Linked DNA regions of Zea mays: regions 1 and 3 are each linked to region 2. The links are chromatin contacts, called in public Hi-C maps. All regions are on one chromosome and are shown on one strand. The core of a region is the stretch at or near the end of the contact, and the rest is flanking DNA. Distances in the headings are between cores, read along the strand shown.

What was found. A called contact is a pair of places that touch in the nucleus more often than the background predicts.
Region 1: a Hi-C map of leaf shows a contact between it and region 2, with 2.7 times the contacts expected there. The contact joins the promoter of LOC103634994 here to the promoter of LOC100283732 in region 2. A contact is called at or near these places in 9 of 25 Hi-C or Micro-C datasets (bundle sheath, ear, endosperm and 3 more).
Region 3: a contact with region 2 is called in a Hi-C map of leaf, with 7 times the contacts expected there. The contact joins the promoter of LOC100276107 here to the promoter of LOC100283732 in region 2. A contact is called at or near these places in 4 of 25 Hi-C or Micro-C datasets (ear, leaf, root tip and 1 more).

Annotation. Positions count from the first base shown.
Region 1 is chr8:27,572,681-27,575,380 of Zm-B73-REFERENCE-NAM-5.0, reverse strand. LOC103634994 (G-type lectin S-receptor-like serine/threonine-protein kinase At2g19130) reads right to left here and starts at 1,419. Exons shown (of 1, transcript XM_008657567.4): 1 at 1-1,419. The coding sequence starts at 974.
Region 2 is chr8:27,935,944-27,938,643 of Zm-B73-REFERENCE-NAM-5.0, reverse strand. LOC100283732 (3-methyl-2-oxobutanoate hydroxymethyltransferase) reads left to right here and starts at 1,271. Exons shown (of 5, transcript NM_001156631.2): 1 at 1,271-1,788; 2 at 2,418-2,624. The coding sequence starts at 1,387. LOC100383823 (Topoisomerase II-associated protein PAT1) reads right to left here and starts at 925. Exons shown (of 5, transcript NM_001362155.1): 1 at 598-925; 2 at 189-349. The coding sequence starts at 673.
Region 3 is chr8:27,618,894-27,621,593 of Zm-B73-REFERENCE-NAM-5.0, reverse strand. LOC100276107 (Plastid division protein PDV1) reads left to right here and starts at 1,358. Exons shown (of 2, transcript NM_001149979.2): 1 at 1,358-1,767; 2 at 2,698-2,700. The coding sequence starts at 1,480. LOC109941573 (a long non-coding RNA gene) reads left to right here. Exons shown (of 3, transcript XR_002264238.3): 3 at 1-531.

The DNA.
Region 1 (2,700 bases), core at 170-2,669, 360 kb after region 2:
GGATAGGAAGGCTCAAATCCGCGGACACAGCTGCATTCTCCATTGCTCCTGCAAGCACCAAAGCTACCGCAGAAGAAGCCACTGGATTTGCAATCCGACGGGAAGGTCCAGCGAGCCACCCAGCCACTGCTGTTCGTGTTCGCCGCTGCAGACCACCGCATCAGGCTCACTTGCCCCAGGCTGAACTGCAAGAACTCGGTCAGGTTAGAGCTGTCCGGAGGAGGGTTCAGCACCAGCGAGGTGCCGTTGTCCTGTGACGTCACCATCCAGTCCGGGAAGGTCCCCAGGCTGCTGGGATGCCCGTCGGTGCTGAGCACGAAGCCGTTCCTCCTGCTCGGGTCCACGCTGAGGCTGCCGTTGTGCGAGAAGTCCCTGTACGTCAGCGAGACGTTGGCCCCCGTTCCCGCGGCGAGCCCCAGCCGGGCGCCGGGGAGCAGCGAGTCGCCGGGGTAGTCGAAGCTCTGCCACAGCACCCGCGACGATGCGTCGTCGGCCTGGTCCCTCACCACCAGGTTGCCGTTGCCGAGGAGCACCGCGGCTGCGGCGGCGGACGGCGGCGGGGGCCCCGGCCCGGCTCCCGCGACGGACGAGCACCAGAGGGTAGACCCGGCCTCCGTGATGCACAGACTGCCGCCGAAGACCTCCAGCGCCGCGGCTGAGATGTCGGAGATGACCACCCTGTCCCCGACCCAGAACGTGGGGCTGGTGCCCGGCATCTTCTTGAAGCGGACGCCGAGGAAGCGGTGGATGCCGGCGCCCGGCAAGAAGAAGCCCAGCTCGAAGTCGCCGTTCTTGGACACCAGCGTCTGGTTCCCGGAGATGCCCGCGCCCGGGAGGATGGTGTCCGTCACCGAAGCAGCGACTGCCAGTGCCAGCAGCAGGACGATGGAGAAGAGGAAGGTGGGCGTCGCGCACCCACGAGGCCCCGACGGGGAGCAGCTACGCTTTGGTGCCTCCATTGCGGTACCGGGCATCACTTGCAGGGGGGGACGAGCACGAACACGGCAGGGAAGAAGAAGTCACCAGCGAGGTGAGCAAGAATGAATGAGGTGACCTGAAGCTGAGTGCTCGTGCTGCCGTACACGATAGCTCCGAGCTCCGGCGAGAACTGCCGCCTCGCCTTTGACCAAGCCTTTTACTTTAGTGCGACTTCACCGCTGGATCTCCGACCTCGCGCCACGCCACGCCACGCCGTCGTTTCTCTTTGACTCCCTCAGAAAAATGACACGGGAGGAACAGGTTAGCAATGAATGCCGCGACTGGATTTTTCTCCTCCGACGGATGTGTGCACGTTTCTAAAATCTAGACTAGCTAGTGTATCCTTATGACCTTTTGGAAAAGTTGTGGCCATTTGACACCAGTAGTTACACATAGATACTATCACATGTTAGAAATGATTTTATGATTTAATTAATATTATATTTATATGGTCTTTGCTTTATATTTTAATCGACAATCTTTCTTTTTCATTACTTCTAGGCCTCCTAATGGTTTGGGCTGTAATAGATTTTATGGGTCGGTATTGATATAACTTTTAAACTATGGTATATGTGTAAATCTTCAAAAAAATCAATATAGTTTAATCAATTGTTAAACTAAGTCATTCCAATAAATATTGGTTGATTTCGAGAAAATTTTAAGATATGAATGCAAAGCTTAAATTTTAAGGTCATGCTTTTTAAAAGTGGGTTCATCTGTTACACAAATTAGCAAAATATCATTCTTAATCATTTAAAAAATAATCAATTTCGTAAAATTTTTAAGATGTAAACGCGATGTTTTAATTTTAAGGTCGGACATCTAAGTTGGGACCCGCACATGAATATAACCATACCGTTACACACAAATTAGCATATTATCGTTCTGACTCGTTTCCAAAAAAAGATCGATTACTTTTGTGAAAATTTTAAAGTATAAACACAGCGTTTTAATTTAAGGTTCGACTTGTAAGATGAGACACAGATGAATCTAGCTATACTGCTACGCATAAATTGAAATATTATCATTATTACTCGTTTCCAAAAAAACAATTGATGCTGTGAAAATTTTAAAGTTAGAACATGGTAGTGAATTCACTCTAGTATATATGGGTATGTGATTGTGTAAGATAATGGAGATAGCCTAATAAAATGCTACTATAAAAGCTTTCAAACAAATAATGGATTCCAGTGTGATCGATGCACATCTCTCTATATATGTTTTTAACTACATGGTGTCCGGCTTTTGTGAAAGCGGGAAGTAGCTTTCACTACTAGTTAGGTAAAAATGCCAAAGCTTGTTGTGGAGCAGCTTCCCCGTTAACCTTTTGCTGTCAAATGTGGAGGCAGGCAACGCAACATGCAAAGTGTGGCTTTAGTGGAGGAAAAAATAGTAGATTAGTAGGGGTGGAAGCATGAAAAATGGCTACGGCTACAAATCAAAAGCGAACCGACCAAACAACATTTATTTGTTTTGTTTTTATTCGGTAGACCCAGAAAATGCAGAGACGAGACGATAGGAAAGACGTGATCACGTGAACAGAGGTACAAAAAAAAATACAAAAAGAAAAACTGGCAGTGGCAGTGTGGACAGAGCGCAGTTTTTTTCTTTGTTGGGCCTGGGGACTTCTCTTGGGGCTTTCTCTCGGTTGGGCCTAGGGTGGGAAATGGATGTGTGTATCTTGCTGGGCTAAATCGGTAGTATTGGGCTGAACTATTGGTG
Region 2 (2,700 bases), core at 22-2,521:
CGCACACACACACTTCACTAAACAGTATCTTCACGGTGCTATCAGAAATTATCCATTTGCCATGGCTGTACAAAGATCGAACAGGCTAACAGCTATACTCAATACAGTACTTGTCCAGCTCCAGCATGGAACAAAAAAATCTGTATTAACAACTGGCATTGAATTTCTCTTGTCCAGCATAGTCCTACCTCTAGTGCAATCCCCTGAGAAGAAAGTGGGCGCTCTAAATCATCGAGTCCAGCGAAAGCAGCATTACTGCTGTTATCATCTTCGAATCCGCCTAGTTCAATCTCCTCCAGCACATTGTTGCCAAAAAAGGCATACTGTGACGCATCAAATCTAGTGTCATCTGCATAGGAAGGTTCCAAGATGATGTCAACAAGCATAAGGTGCTTAGGTAGAAGCCTAAAAACCTAAAAACAGCAGTGCCCAAGTAATTGCCCATGTATTAGTTGATAAAGAAAACAGATCTCCGTCTGCTATCGTCCACAAGCGCAGCTCCGGTGCCGAGTTGGGGGTCGAGCACAACATGGCAACACGCTGTGGATATGGATTGGTAAGTGGTAACCGCATGAGCCCCCCGCCAGCAACACGTACCTGAATTAGAGGTGTTCGCGTCGGCGGCAGGCACCGGCGGCATGGATCCGGAGGGAGCTTCTCCGTTTGGCAGCATCGTCGGCGCGTCGCAGCTCGCGGGCCACACCCGGCGGCGGCTCACCACCGACGGGATTCGGACGAGGGGGGGCCGGGGCGCCCTGGACCGGAGCAGGAGGGGAGACCCGCGGGGCGGGGGCGCGGCGGCCAACTGCCTTGCCCTTGCACTGATGGATGCCGGGACCCTAGTCCCGAAGACGGATGGGTTTGGGCGTTTGGCTGGGAGCAGGATGCACGGGAGCCACTCGTTCGGTCGTTCCTGCGCCGCGATGCAGATCTACTCCACATCTACACTATTCTTTATCAATACCATTCATTGTAGTCTCTCACTGTCAGCGTCGTCAAGGCCTCTCCCTACTTTTCTTTCTTTTTTTTAACCCCTATGGTTTACAGGTGGGTCACTTTTGATTGAACACTCTCCCTCAGGCAGCTTTCGTTTGCCGACCATGGAACTGTGACGTCAATTCATGCAGCCCAAGTGGAGGAGGTCGACGACGACGACGAGCGGCCTGGGCCCTCGGCAGTGGGCACACGCAATTTGATTACTCCCCCATCTTTCCAAATTTTGACTACTTGGACGACGTGAAGTTTAGGCCCAAGTTCAAAGGCCCGCCCGCCGCCCCGCCCGTATTCTACTCCAATTCCAAACACTCGCCCGTCCCCGTCGCTCCCCATCCCACACCAACCCTCTGTGCCTCGGTCCCTCCGCCCGTACGCGCGACGAGAGACACGATGCGGCGGTCCCTACCCCTTCTCCTCGCGCGGCAGGTGGCGCGGCGGCGGCGGCTGAGCAACGTGCCGGAGTCCACCGTCTACGGGGGCCCACGCCCGCAGGAGTCCTCGGCGGCGCGGCGCGTGACGGTGACCACACTCCGTGGGAAGCACCGCCGCGGGGAGCCCATCACCGTCGTCACCGCCTACGACTACCCCTCGGCGGTCCACGTCGACTCCGCCGGCATCGACGTCTGCCTCGTCGGGGACTCCGCCGCCATGGTCGTCCACGGCCACGACACCACGCTCCCCATCACGCTCGACATCATGCTCGAGCACTGCCGCGCCGTGGCCCGGGGCGCGCCGCGCCCGCTCCTCGTCGGGGATCTCCCATTCGGCTGCTACGAGTCCTCCGCCGCCCAGGTACTCCTCCGCCTCTCCCCTCCGTCCTGGACAAGATATTCCGATGTGATAGGGATAGAAGTAGAATAGAATGGTACGGGTGGTGCCACAGATCACAATGCAGCCAGCACATGGGCCTTGGCTATCGCGTTCGTCTCACTGTCGAAGGTGATCTCCATTTTTGTCACTGCAGAAATGTGATGCCTGTTAAATTTGGATAGGAAACATCTGGTTTTACAGTATAATTCACTAACTGCAGCTCTCTCTCTCTCTCTCTCTCTCTCTCTCTCTCTCTCTCTCTCTCTCTCTCTCCCTCCCTCCCTCCCTCCCTCTCTCTCTCTCTCTCTCTCTCTCTCCCTCCCTCCCTCCCTCCCTCTCTCTCTCTCTCTCTCTCTCCCTCTCTCCCTCCCTCTCTCCCTCTCTCTCTCTCTCTCTCTCCCTCTCTCTCTCTCTCCCTCCCTCTCTCTCTCTCCATTCGATTATTTTTTGGTTCAATATTTAGATGTTCAGCAACAGGGCCTTTTAACCAAATAATAATGCTGCAAAAGTACTAGACGAAATTGTAAAAAGGAAACATAAGGTCAGCATGTTCATTTGCACTGATGCACATGCATGATGGATACTGGTATTGTTTTTCCATGCTCTTTTAGGCTGTTGATTCAGCCGTGAGGGTCCTCAAGGAAGGTGGAATGGATGCGATCAAGCTGGAAGGGGGTGCCCCATCGAGGATCACTGCAGCCAAGGCTATTGTGGAGGCTGGAATCGCTGTCATGGGGCATGTTGGCCTCACACCGCAAGCTATTAGTGTTCTCGGTGGATTTAGGCCTCAAGGGAAGACGGTTGACAGTGCTATAAAGGTTTGCCGCTAGCTGCTCATTATGTTTGTGGCTTGGTTATATTTGTTGCTACACATTTGGTGCTGGTGCGCTGACT
Region 3 (2,700 bases), core at 109-2,608, 320 kb after region 2:
TTAGGAAGAGGGACAAGGACACCAAACCTCACAAGAAAAGGCCAGAGGACCGAGTGCTTAGGGCCACAGAAGGGCGCTTTAGGAACGGTATACTGAACGTCAAGCATCTTCTGGCGCCACCGAAACCATCAGGCAAGGACATGTCGGAACCGAAGATGAGGAAGGACAAACACAAGGGGAAGGTTAAGCAGAAGGAAGAGACGTTGAAGAAAGCACACTTCTGTAACCAGGCTTGCTATTAAGAATTTTAGATAGATGATTGATGAAACGTTTAAATGACACCTTTTTGTGGTCATCCTGAAATTAAGATGTTTCCTTGCTCTACTGGAATCTTTTAAGTGATCCTTGAAACGATGTAATTCTCCATGATGCGGTTCAGGAAGAGAGAGGCTTATTTGGTTCAGTTTTATATGCCCTTCGATCACTGGGCTTGTACAATATGTTTTTGCTTAGTCACCATGTGCTCGGATTACATATTTGTATTTGTATTGTCATCTTGGATATGATCAAAGCTAGGGGTATTTATCGACGGCTAAAATGTTGTCGTCTCTAAAATGTTAGATTGATTCCATTCTGCAAAAAGAATACATTTCCATTGTCCAGCTGCAAGAATTTTACATCCGCAATCGATTGTTGCATGTCCAGTGATTGTCAGTACAAGATTACAGTGGCCTATAAATTTTACACAATAAAATTTAAGAATTAAATTGGATTAAGATTAATCTCTATTTTTATTCATTTTTAAATTAAATTACCTTTACGGGGCGTTTGGATCCCTTCATTTTAAAGGAATTGGAATTCACTTAATAAAGTAACTTATTTAGTTTGGAATTTGACGTTCCACCACTTTCCAAAGTTCAGATATAAGACTATCTCAAATTCATGGGGTGGAGAGTGAGAAATGATTTTATGCATTAGTAGAATTGGTTTCTAATCTATAACTTACATGACACTCTTCGTCTCACTCCTCTATAGTAAAAATGTAGCACATAAATATCTCCGACATCTTTCTAATAATAGTATACAAATATATTTTGCATAAAACCGAATTAACTTAATTGATATATGCCTAAATTACTATTATTAGAATGGAATTTAATTCCAATGATCCAAACGGGGCGTTAGGGCTTTTATAAATTATGAATAAATATTTGGATCATTACATTAACGTCCGTAATATAAGGGACTAATCGTTTAATAAACAAACAAATAAATAAATCGGATTCCCAAATAAAATGGCCCAGCTGTATCTAGCATGGACTCGTGGGGCTCAGTAAAGTAACGCTGACATTTTCAATCCGAGGTAACAGTAATAATCGGCGTATTAAACGGTAAATAAGAAGAAGAGGAGGAAGACAGTTGCTGCTACTCGGCACACCAAACCACTCCAGTGGAGTCCAACACCGCCTCTTCTCCTCTTCTCGATTCGAAATCGAGTACGTCCGAATGCTCTAGAACCTTCCGGGCCTAGGGATCTCGATGGGGCCCGAGCAGGAGGAGGCCGTGCTGGAGACCATCTGGGACCTCCACGACAAGGTCAGCGACGCGATCCACGCCCTCTCCCGCGCCCACTTCCTGCGCGCCGTTCGCCGCCGCTCCTCGGCCTCCGCCCCCGGCCTCGTGGACGTCAAGGGCGGGGGTCTGGGTCTCGGCGCGCGCGGCGGAGACGAGGTCGTCGCCCTGGCGGCCCTGGCTGAGGAGGCCAGGAGCCTGCACGCCATCCGCGCCGCGCTGGAGGACCTCGAGGACCAGTTCGAGTGTTTTCTCGTGAGCCCCCCCTCCTGACCTGGCTTTCCCTCCCTCCTCCATTTCTCGCTTGCCAATTCGTTAATGTTTGTTAGTTTGTTGATTGGATGTTCGTCTAGTGCCGGTGTGACTGGAAATGCGGGTGGGTGGTTGTCGAGACTTGAAACCACCGTAGGATCTTGTGCATTTACCACATGTTCAAGTGTTTTACTAGTCAATTGAAGGGCTCTCTGAGGAGAGGATTTGCCTTAAAAGAATCCCTAATATTCAGATCTGCATGGAGTTGGGAAAACTCTGTTCTCTAAAAAAAATATAAAAGGTATTTGTGCGAGTGAGAGTGGCATGTATTATTCATCTTGTTGGCAGCATACCAGGCCTTGTTTTAATCCTGTGTGATATAAAGGTAACAAGTGATTCAATTTCATTGCCACGTTTGGTGGTTTCAGCCTTTCTTTCAGGCAAGTAGGCCGTAATATGGCCGAGTGCGAGAGCATATTTGGAATTTTGATGGGACTGTGGACTGTCTGCTACCATAATAACATGTTTATATGAACAAAAAGGTCCACTCTGATCGTATTATTACATGACAGACAGGGCTGGAGTGAAGAGCTCCAGTTCTCCACATACTTTTTTATGTCTGCAGTTGTTTTAATATGTGATGATGAAATCGTTACGTGTACTCATTCCCATTCAGAATTCCAGACTACTAACCTTGAAAGTTTGAACTGCATCGGCATTTTATTAGGTCACGGGTCTCAAGTGTCTGAAACCCCCCGTGCTATGTGCTGTTCTGAAATCTACGGGTACATACACTTGTAGAGTGCTTTCTGTTACCTGTGAAACGAAATCACCATCTAAGCCAATATTTTTGTTTTGATAAATATTATTATTGTAAGGAACAGTCACGACCTATGCTTCTTTCTAGTCGTGATGCGCATTGCTCTTTCGCAGGCC